2 separate regions of the Hordeum vulgare genome follow, and region 1 is linked to region 2. Evidence: chromatin contacts called from public HiChIP or PLAC-seq data. All regions are on one chromosome and are shown on one strand. Each heading gives the region's core, a stretch centred on a gene start, on an enhancer-like site or on the middle of the called end of the contact. The rest is flanking DNA. Distances are from core to core; before and after follow the strand shown.

The links. HiChIP or PLAC-seq counts read pairs in DNA pulled down with a chosen protein or histone mark.
Region 1: an H3K4me3 HiChIP or PLAC-seq map of embryo shows a contact between it and region 2, with 4 times the contacts expected there. The contact joins the promoter of LOC123410232 here to the promoter of LOC123407144 in region 2. A contact is called at or near these places in 1 of 6 Hi-C or Micro-C datasets (seedling) and 1 of 1 datasets of contacts at active chromatin or transcription factors (embryo).

The regions. Positions count from the first base shown.
Region 1 is chr7H:562,714,063-562,717,686 of MorexV3_pseudomolecules_assembly, reverse strand. It overlaps LOC123410232 (putative tRNA (cytidine(32)/guanosine(34)-2'-O)-methyltransferase), which reads left to right and starts at 1,864. Exons shown (of 11, transcript XM_045103141.1): 1 at 1,864-2,087; 2 at 2,209-2,302; 3 at 2,394-2,443; 4 at 2,520-2,569; 5 at 2,658-2,766; 6 at 2,845-2,905; 7 at 2,996-3,048; 8 at 3,430-3,522. The coding sequence starts at 2,061.
Region 2 is chr7H:562,529,271-562,533,056 of MorexV3_pseudomolecules_assembly, reverse strand. LOC123407144 reads right to left here and starts at 1,860. Exons shown (of 8, transcript XR_006612545.1): 1 at 1,537-1,860; 2 at 1,308-1,429; 3 at 870-975.

The DNA.
Region 1 (3,624 bases), core at 615-3,114, 180 kb before region 2:
TTATTTCTAAAGTGCAAAGATGCAAGGAGAGTGTGGGAAGGCCTGGGATTGCGAGAGCTGCGTGATCGGATGTGTACATATGAGACTGCAAGTTCAGTACTGCAGGAAATCTTAAAGCTCAATGATGAGCAGAAGGCTCTAAGCTGCTGCCTGCTGTGGTGCAGCTGGCTCAGGAGAAATAAAATTAATGCAAAAGGGAAGATCATGTCATTGGAGGAATTGATGGGGGCAGGTTAGGTACTGGGCGTGCGAATCGCTGCATGCCTGTCGTCTGAAGGAGAATAGTGCAGAGCGGAAGCACCATGCAAAGTGGCAGCCACCGGGGGAAGATCTGATCAAAGTGAACCTGGATGGGGCCTACAATGCTATGTCCGGTCGCGGAGGATGGGGATTTGTTGCTCGCGACGAGGATGGGGATTTGCTGCTCGCGACGAGGATGGTGCTATCTGAGGATCGGGTCTGGGCGTCATTCCGAGAGCCGCTAGTGCTCTGCAGGTAGAAGCGACAGCATGCGGCAAAGCTTTGCAAGCTGCTGCACTCTGGGGAATGGGCCGGATAATCCTGGAGACTGATTCTCAAATTTTGGCAACGACGCTTGAAAGTACAAAGTTCAACCTGGCACCTAAAGGAATCATCTTCCGCGATCTGCGTTCTTTCATTAGGCTAAACTTCATTTCTGTTGATGTGTGCTTCGCCCCACGGGGTTGTAATAAATTAGTTCACGAGCTTGCCGCACTTGGTTTTGCCCAAGAGGCTGAACGTGTGGTTTGGTTGGACTATGTCCCGGTATCTGTAAGGTCTGTCTTGGCCAGTGAGTTCACTGCGCCTGTTTAATGGAATAATGGAGTTCCTAGTCAAAAAATAACGAAAGTTAAGGGAGGGAACTCCCCCCCTTGGCCTCTTTCTTGGAAAGGGGCTGAGATACGATGTGCTCCCGAGTTCAGACACTCGAGCCAATGAACAGATAGCAATAACCTCACCTCCTCAAACTGCAGGACACATCAGCGAGGTTGCACTTCTTTGCCAAGTTGGGTTTCTAAGTTTTCTCTTTTTACCAGGGTAAAACAAATACTTTGCTACATTATTTTTGGGAAACGTTTGCCATGAGCCGGTTGATACCATCATACCAACACTCGCGTCCATTCCCTTTTTGACCGTCGGATCTATCTTGATCGAATGGTTAGGGGAGCAACCTGGTTTTGCAACCGAGCCATTGTTGTAATTTTCCCCACCGCAACAACTAGTCTTTTGTGGGATTTGGATCTCATGCGAATTCACGATGCGCCCTTGCAACCAGAGGTTAGTGCCGGTCATTGCAGTGGTGCTTGCCGCCCGTATATGTCCGTCAGCCGCGTGTTGTGCACCCACCTCGTCGGATAGGAGGATGGCGACGATGCGACCTGGTCGACGGTTCGGCACTCGTCGGCGGCGACGAGCAGCGTCACTCATTCCTCACCATCGTTTGATGTGAGCTCGTGGCGAACAACATTGGTCTTTTTTTTGTAACATCCTCCCTGTTGCAAGAAAGAGTTTTGCAACATTTGTAATGTTGGAAAACTTTGTTCACTAACACCTGTATAAAAGTGAAAGATTTCTTTTTTGCAATATCAGCTCAAAAAATTCTTCAACAATACCTTTGTTGCAAAAGTTCCGTAACATTAACTCTTCAAGCGCAACATCATCCTTATTGCAAAGCTGACAGCTAAATCTGACCGTGTTGAATTCTATGACTCGCCAGACGGCGGGTCTTTGAGAAAGATCTATGACCGACGCGTAGCGTTGCCTTTTCTTTTTAGAAAAACTTTGCTAAGTTCAGGGTCGTTTGGGACTTTGGGTAGACTTGCTTTCAGAGTCTGTCCACCTGAAGAGAACGGGCTCGATTCCGTCGAGGGCCCAGCCCAGCCCGGCCGCAGTCGGCAGTCGGCACCTAGCAGACAGACTACCCGCTCCGCTCCGCGCCGCGCCGCCTCGCCGGTCGCTCCTCCTTCCTCCGCGCACACCCCACCGTCGGCCTCCGCCGCGCCGCTCCTTTCCTGCGCTGCGCCCGGCTCCTCGTCGCGATGGGCAAGGCCTCCAAAGACAAGCGGGTACGCGACCTCCGTTTCTTTCTTTCTCAGCCAGCTCCTCCCCCTCCCCTCCTCTCCCCCGTTTCGCTTCGCCGCCCCTCACCGTGTCTGCGACTCGCTGGTCTGCCCGTCGGTTTCCCAGGACATATACTATCGGAAGGCCAAGGAGGAGGGGTGGAGGGCTCGCAGCGCCTTCAAGCTAATGCAGATCGACCAGGAGTTCAACATCTTCCACGGTCTCGCTGGCCTTCCTGCCACCTTGCTTCCACTGACGCGCAGCATCAAATTAACCACATGGTGTTCTCATTTTGCTGTTCGTGTGTGCAGGAGTGAAGCGCGCCGTTGACCTGTGCGCTGCCCCTGGGAGCTGGAGCCAGGTACTCGCACGCCCAGTTTTCCCCCATCCATGCTTGCATCTGTTCGTTCCATTGCTTATCTCAATCGCAATTGCAGGTTTTGAGCCGCAATTTGTACCTGCCGGCAAAGCTATCATCTGACGGCAAGTGAGTAGCAGCGTCAGTGCGAACACCCGATGTTCCAACATAATTTCATTCTTTGTGCCTGATTGTTTCTGTGCTATGCTTGTACCAGAGATGGCGGCCTTCCTCTCATCGTCGCAATCGATCTGCAGCCGATGGCTCCTATAGAAGGTGTCATACAAGTGCAGGGCGACATCACCAATGCTCGAACAGCGGAAGTGGTGAGATGGACAGACCCATAGATACATTCTTTGTGATGAAACTTCTGCTTGCTGTAACAGATGTAAATATGCTGCCAGGTTATCAGGCACTTCGATGGATGCAAAGCGGACTTGGTTGTCTGTGATGGTGCCCCTGATGGTAAGATTGCATTGCTGAACAAGTGGTCCATAACCATGTTACATGTGTTTATGGTACTTCTGTTTCTTACTTCGCTTTGGATGATTGCAGTTACTGGGCTTCATGATATGGATGAGTTTGTTCAGTCCCAGCTTATATTGGCGGTTGGTATATTTTTCTCTGTCTCTGCATATGAATTTACATCAGAGACACTTTTTGGAGCAAATTGCAGTGTCCATAAGATAGTGTCCAAAAATAATGCTACCTTAACCCTGCAGTTTATGTTCGGCATTCTACCTTAAAATGTTTACTTTCAGTGCAATACCTTACTTGAATTTTTGTATTGAACAGTGGATCATTTTTATTCAACCTTTGGATAATTTGTTGCTGTTTATGTTGTAGAAAAACACGGTGTAACACTATGGTTCCATTAACTTGTTATGTTTTCCACTAGTTGCAATTTTCCTTGGCTTAGTTTTGCAGATTAAATTTGCAAGCTGCTTGCTTATTTGGCTAATTTGTGTATTTATATATGTTGCATTTAGGCACTGACAATTGTGACTCATGTACTCAAAGTTGGTGGAAAATTTGTTGCGAAGATTTTCCGGGGTAAAGATACAAGTCTCCTGTATTGCCAGGTATTGGTTGGTGCTGGTTTTCTTGTCTGGTTAGGAATTTCCATATGTACTTCAGAAACATATTGTTTGATCGAGGAAGTTAGTCATCAGCTTTCATGTGTC
Region 2 (3,786 bases), core at 611-3,110:
GACGGCTAATTAGCAAATTATTCCACATTAGGGGCATTGAAGTGCACTTCAAGAGTACAGGGACCCAGGTGAACTGATACCATAAGTTTGAGGACCAATCATACATTACCCATTTGAAAAGAACTTACGAGATAGAATGAGATTTAATATTTTGGAGAGATAAAAGAGAATGCCCGTGAAGTTCGGGGAATGCTATCCATGCGAGTTCCACTTAACAGGTTCAAACATTTTCACATGTATGCTACCTAGTAGGCCTGTTATCATGCTAATGAAGCTACAGTCCACTGGTAGACCTTCAGCCCAAAGCAGGTCATGCAAATCAATCTTCAAACAATTGGGATGTTGAACATGAATACATGATGTCCTGCTTGCGTTATTTGCCAACAAAGTCCACATTATGAGCCTATCAACTGAATCTTCTACATCTAGACAAGCTTTCTGCTAGTGCTTATGTTGTGTCATCAAGTTGCACAATTTCAAGGCACAAACAGGAACAAAGAAATATTTCCGTTGGCATAAATACATGAGGAGTGACAAATGAAGAGAACATATTGTGGTTTGCAGGATTTTCCATTATGTTAGAAAATTGTACTAATGGATTCTCGGAGGTCAAAAAGAGGGGAACTGAACATTTTCTGCCAGGTTTATAGTATTAAAAACAGAAGATTTATCTCCCCATCATATAACAATTCCTGACGCAGCACTTTAGATATGGTTTCTACCAAAAGCATTGATTTATTCTGTGCAAACCAGAATTTGCCGACGGTTTCAGCCATCAGGCCAATTATGTATGAACTATGATGTTGTTTACCAATCCTGGGACCTCATAGCTAAAGATATTTCTGAGTATATAAAGTAAAGACCATTACCAAGTTCAGTAAAGCTGGGTTCTATCTTGGCCTCAAGGGAGAGGGTATCAATCACCTCTTTCTGGTTCATATACAGCTGGAGACAGCGCTCGATGAGATTCTGGACCTGCATAGCAGTTACAAGCAACATGAATCATCGATACATGCAAGCAAGAACTTACTAAATTTTAATCACAACGTATATATAACATATAACGTAACAAGTGCAAGGAATCTCATCCCAAGTCAGCTCCCCAACCCACAAGCAAACATAACAAATATCAGTTGCTTGCTGCTTTGCGTTTCGACATCAGCAAGCAATAGCAGTAGCACACGCCGTGCATGATGTATTGACCTAGGCCGTGGCTAGCTTGATCGGACGGTAATCGGCAGGAAAAAAAACGAGAATGCAGCAGAGCGGAAGTAGTGTTAGTCAGTTTGTGAAATGATGATACTGACGAGCTGTATGTCCTGGCGAGAGACCTTGCGGACGTCCTCCCCCGACATGTCGCCGCCGCCGGCCGCCGGGGCTCGCTGCTGCTCCTCTGCCCGAATCCCCTCCTCGGCCCCTTCCGCTCTCCCTGAGAGGAACAAGCAACCAAAGGTTGGGGGTGAGACCACGGGCGGATCTAGACAGCGCGCCCAGAAAATCACGAAGGCCGCCCGGGGGATGGAAACGGGCTCGTACCTCAGAACCCGACGGGCAGAGGCTGGGACGGTGCGGGGAGTAGACAGCAGGAGCGAGCGCGGCGTCCCGGCGGCGGGGAAGAGCGGGACCGGCAACGGGCGTGAGAGGCGGGGGCGAGGCGTCGGCGATGAGACTGCGCGGCGGCGGCTGTAGGGCGGTGGAGTCGCAGGGGGGAGGTCCGGCTGATCGATCCGGTCTTGTTGGCTGTGCGAGGGGCTGGGAAGAAGAAAGGGGAGGAGCGACGGAGCAAGTGGTGTGGTGTGGGTGTGGAGGGGGGAGAAAGGGGGCAAAGGAGGGGGGAGGGCCCGGATTCCTAATCTGCTGCTAGTGATGAGGCTTTTCGCACGGAATCTGCTATCAAATACAGTGCCCTATGCTTTGTGTTCACTCAGACATACTCCGAAAAAGAAGGTTTCGGTGGACCGGAGATTCTCATGGATCTATGTAAATCTAGGTAATAACGGGGAAACACTATTCATTATGTTTTGGCTATCAAAAGAGTCCGTGCGTTGCACCGGAAGCATGTACAAATAAAACATCGGACCCTAGTACTCCTAGTGTGTCGGCATGTCTGGTGCTCCACCTCGTTCAAGGAAATAGTGAGCTCCTCCTCGTCCGTTGGGACATCCTCGTCGTACAGTCTCCGTGCGCTCCAACAAATTAGCAATTCTACGATGGTCAAATCAAGGTATTGAGAACACATAATGTATAGTCAACCTTGTTAATTCAAAATCAAATAAATTTGAACGTTGGTTGCACTTATAAGAATATAATACATTTAGTTAATGAATTACATGTGGCTAGCCTAGAGAGCACAATGTATTTTAGTAGTTTAAGTTTGCCAATTGAAACTTGAGTTATTCATCACAAATACAAACCGTGACTATGTTTTGTTTGAAATTTTCATTTTAGACACAACAATTTTTTAGCGATTTAAATATTACTTTTTCTGATATTAGAATACTACTTATACTCCCTCTGTCAACTAATATATTAGTATAATCCCGTAAAGCTTATGGAAGAGTAGAGGAGGAAGGGATGCTGACTCCTTTTGTCACTGACGGTCTCCTGGTCCGCCAGCCGTTGGTGCAGATCGACATCCATGTCGGCAGGATGGCACTGTGGACCACCTCGTTTCTCTAGTGCGTTCTTGATCCTAGGTAGTTCCCTAGCTCCATTATCGCTGCTTTCATCCCTTTAATGATGATTCCAACACTAACATGCAGGAACCTCTTGAACCTCATGCTGCTGGTTGTTTTCCTTGCCGCTACTACTTGCTTTACAATTCTTTTTTCCTTCCATCCCATCGAGGCATCACATGCATCTGAAATCCAGCCCCACATTTCTTTTTTAAGGTTTCCATCCTTTCATACCCTAGAGACAGGGGATAATTTCCTGTTTATCCTTTAAATGCACCTTCCCGCTATAGTTATTTAGGCCTCTTATCGATATTTCAGGAAACATGTGATCCTATATAAACTGGTCGAAATTTGTATAAAAGAGCGAGGTGAGATTATATAACATGAAAAAAGTGGTGCATGCTTGCTGCTAATAAAGAGAGAAAATGTTCCTAAAAAGAGAAAAGAGGGAGAAAAAGTGTTAGAACCGGGGATCAAACCTAGTTCTCCTTGGTGGAAGAGAGGTGCTCGAGCCACTACCTTTTAAAATAAAAGACCTTTTAAAGATTACACTATGGACTACATACGGATGTATATAAACATATTTTAAAGTATAGGTTTATTCATTTTGCTTCGTATGTAGTCCATAGTAGAATTTCTAAAAGGTCTTATATTTAAGAACGGAGGAGTACATACGAAGTAAAATAATTGAATTTATACAGTAAAATATATCTATATACATTTGTATGTAGTTTGTAATGAAATATCTATAAAAGCTTATATTTAGAAATGGAGGAAGTATGTTACTACTCCCTCCGTTCCTAAATAGAGTACATTTTTTTAAGATTTCATTAGGGACCTACATACGAAACAAAATGAGTAAGAGCAACTCCAATCGGCCGACCCAAATGGACGACGGTTTTGTCCTTTTTTGTTCGTTTGGGTTGGCCGCCCGCTTTTCTTTTTGGGTCGGCTGCGCACCCAATGTGGGGGGCCCATTTTATGTCCGCACATTAGATAAAACAGCTCAGCGTGCCACCGCCCAATGGTTGGCCGTGTCATCATCCATGATCACCGGCATTCTGTCGAACAGATTACGGGCGCCGGTGAGCATGTCGGTTGGCATCTCGCA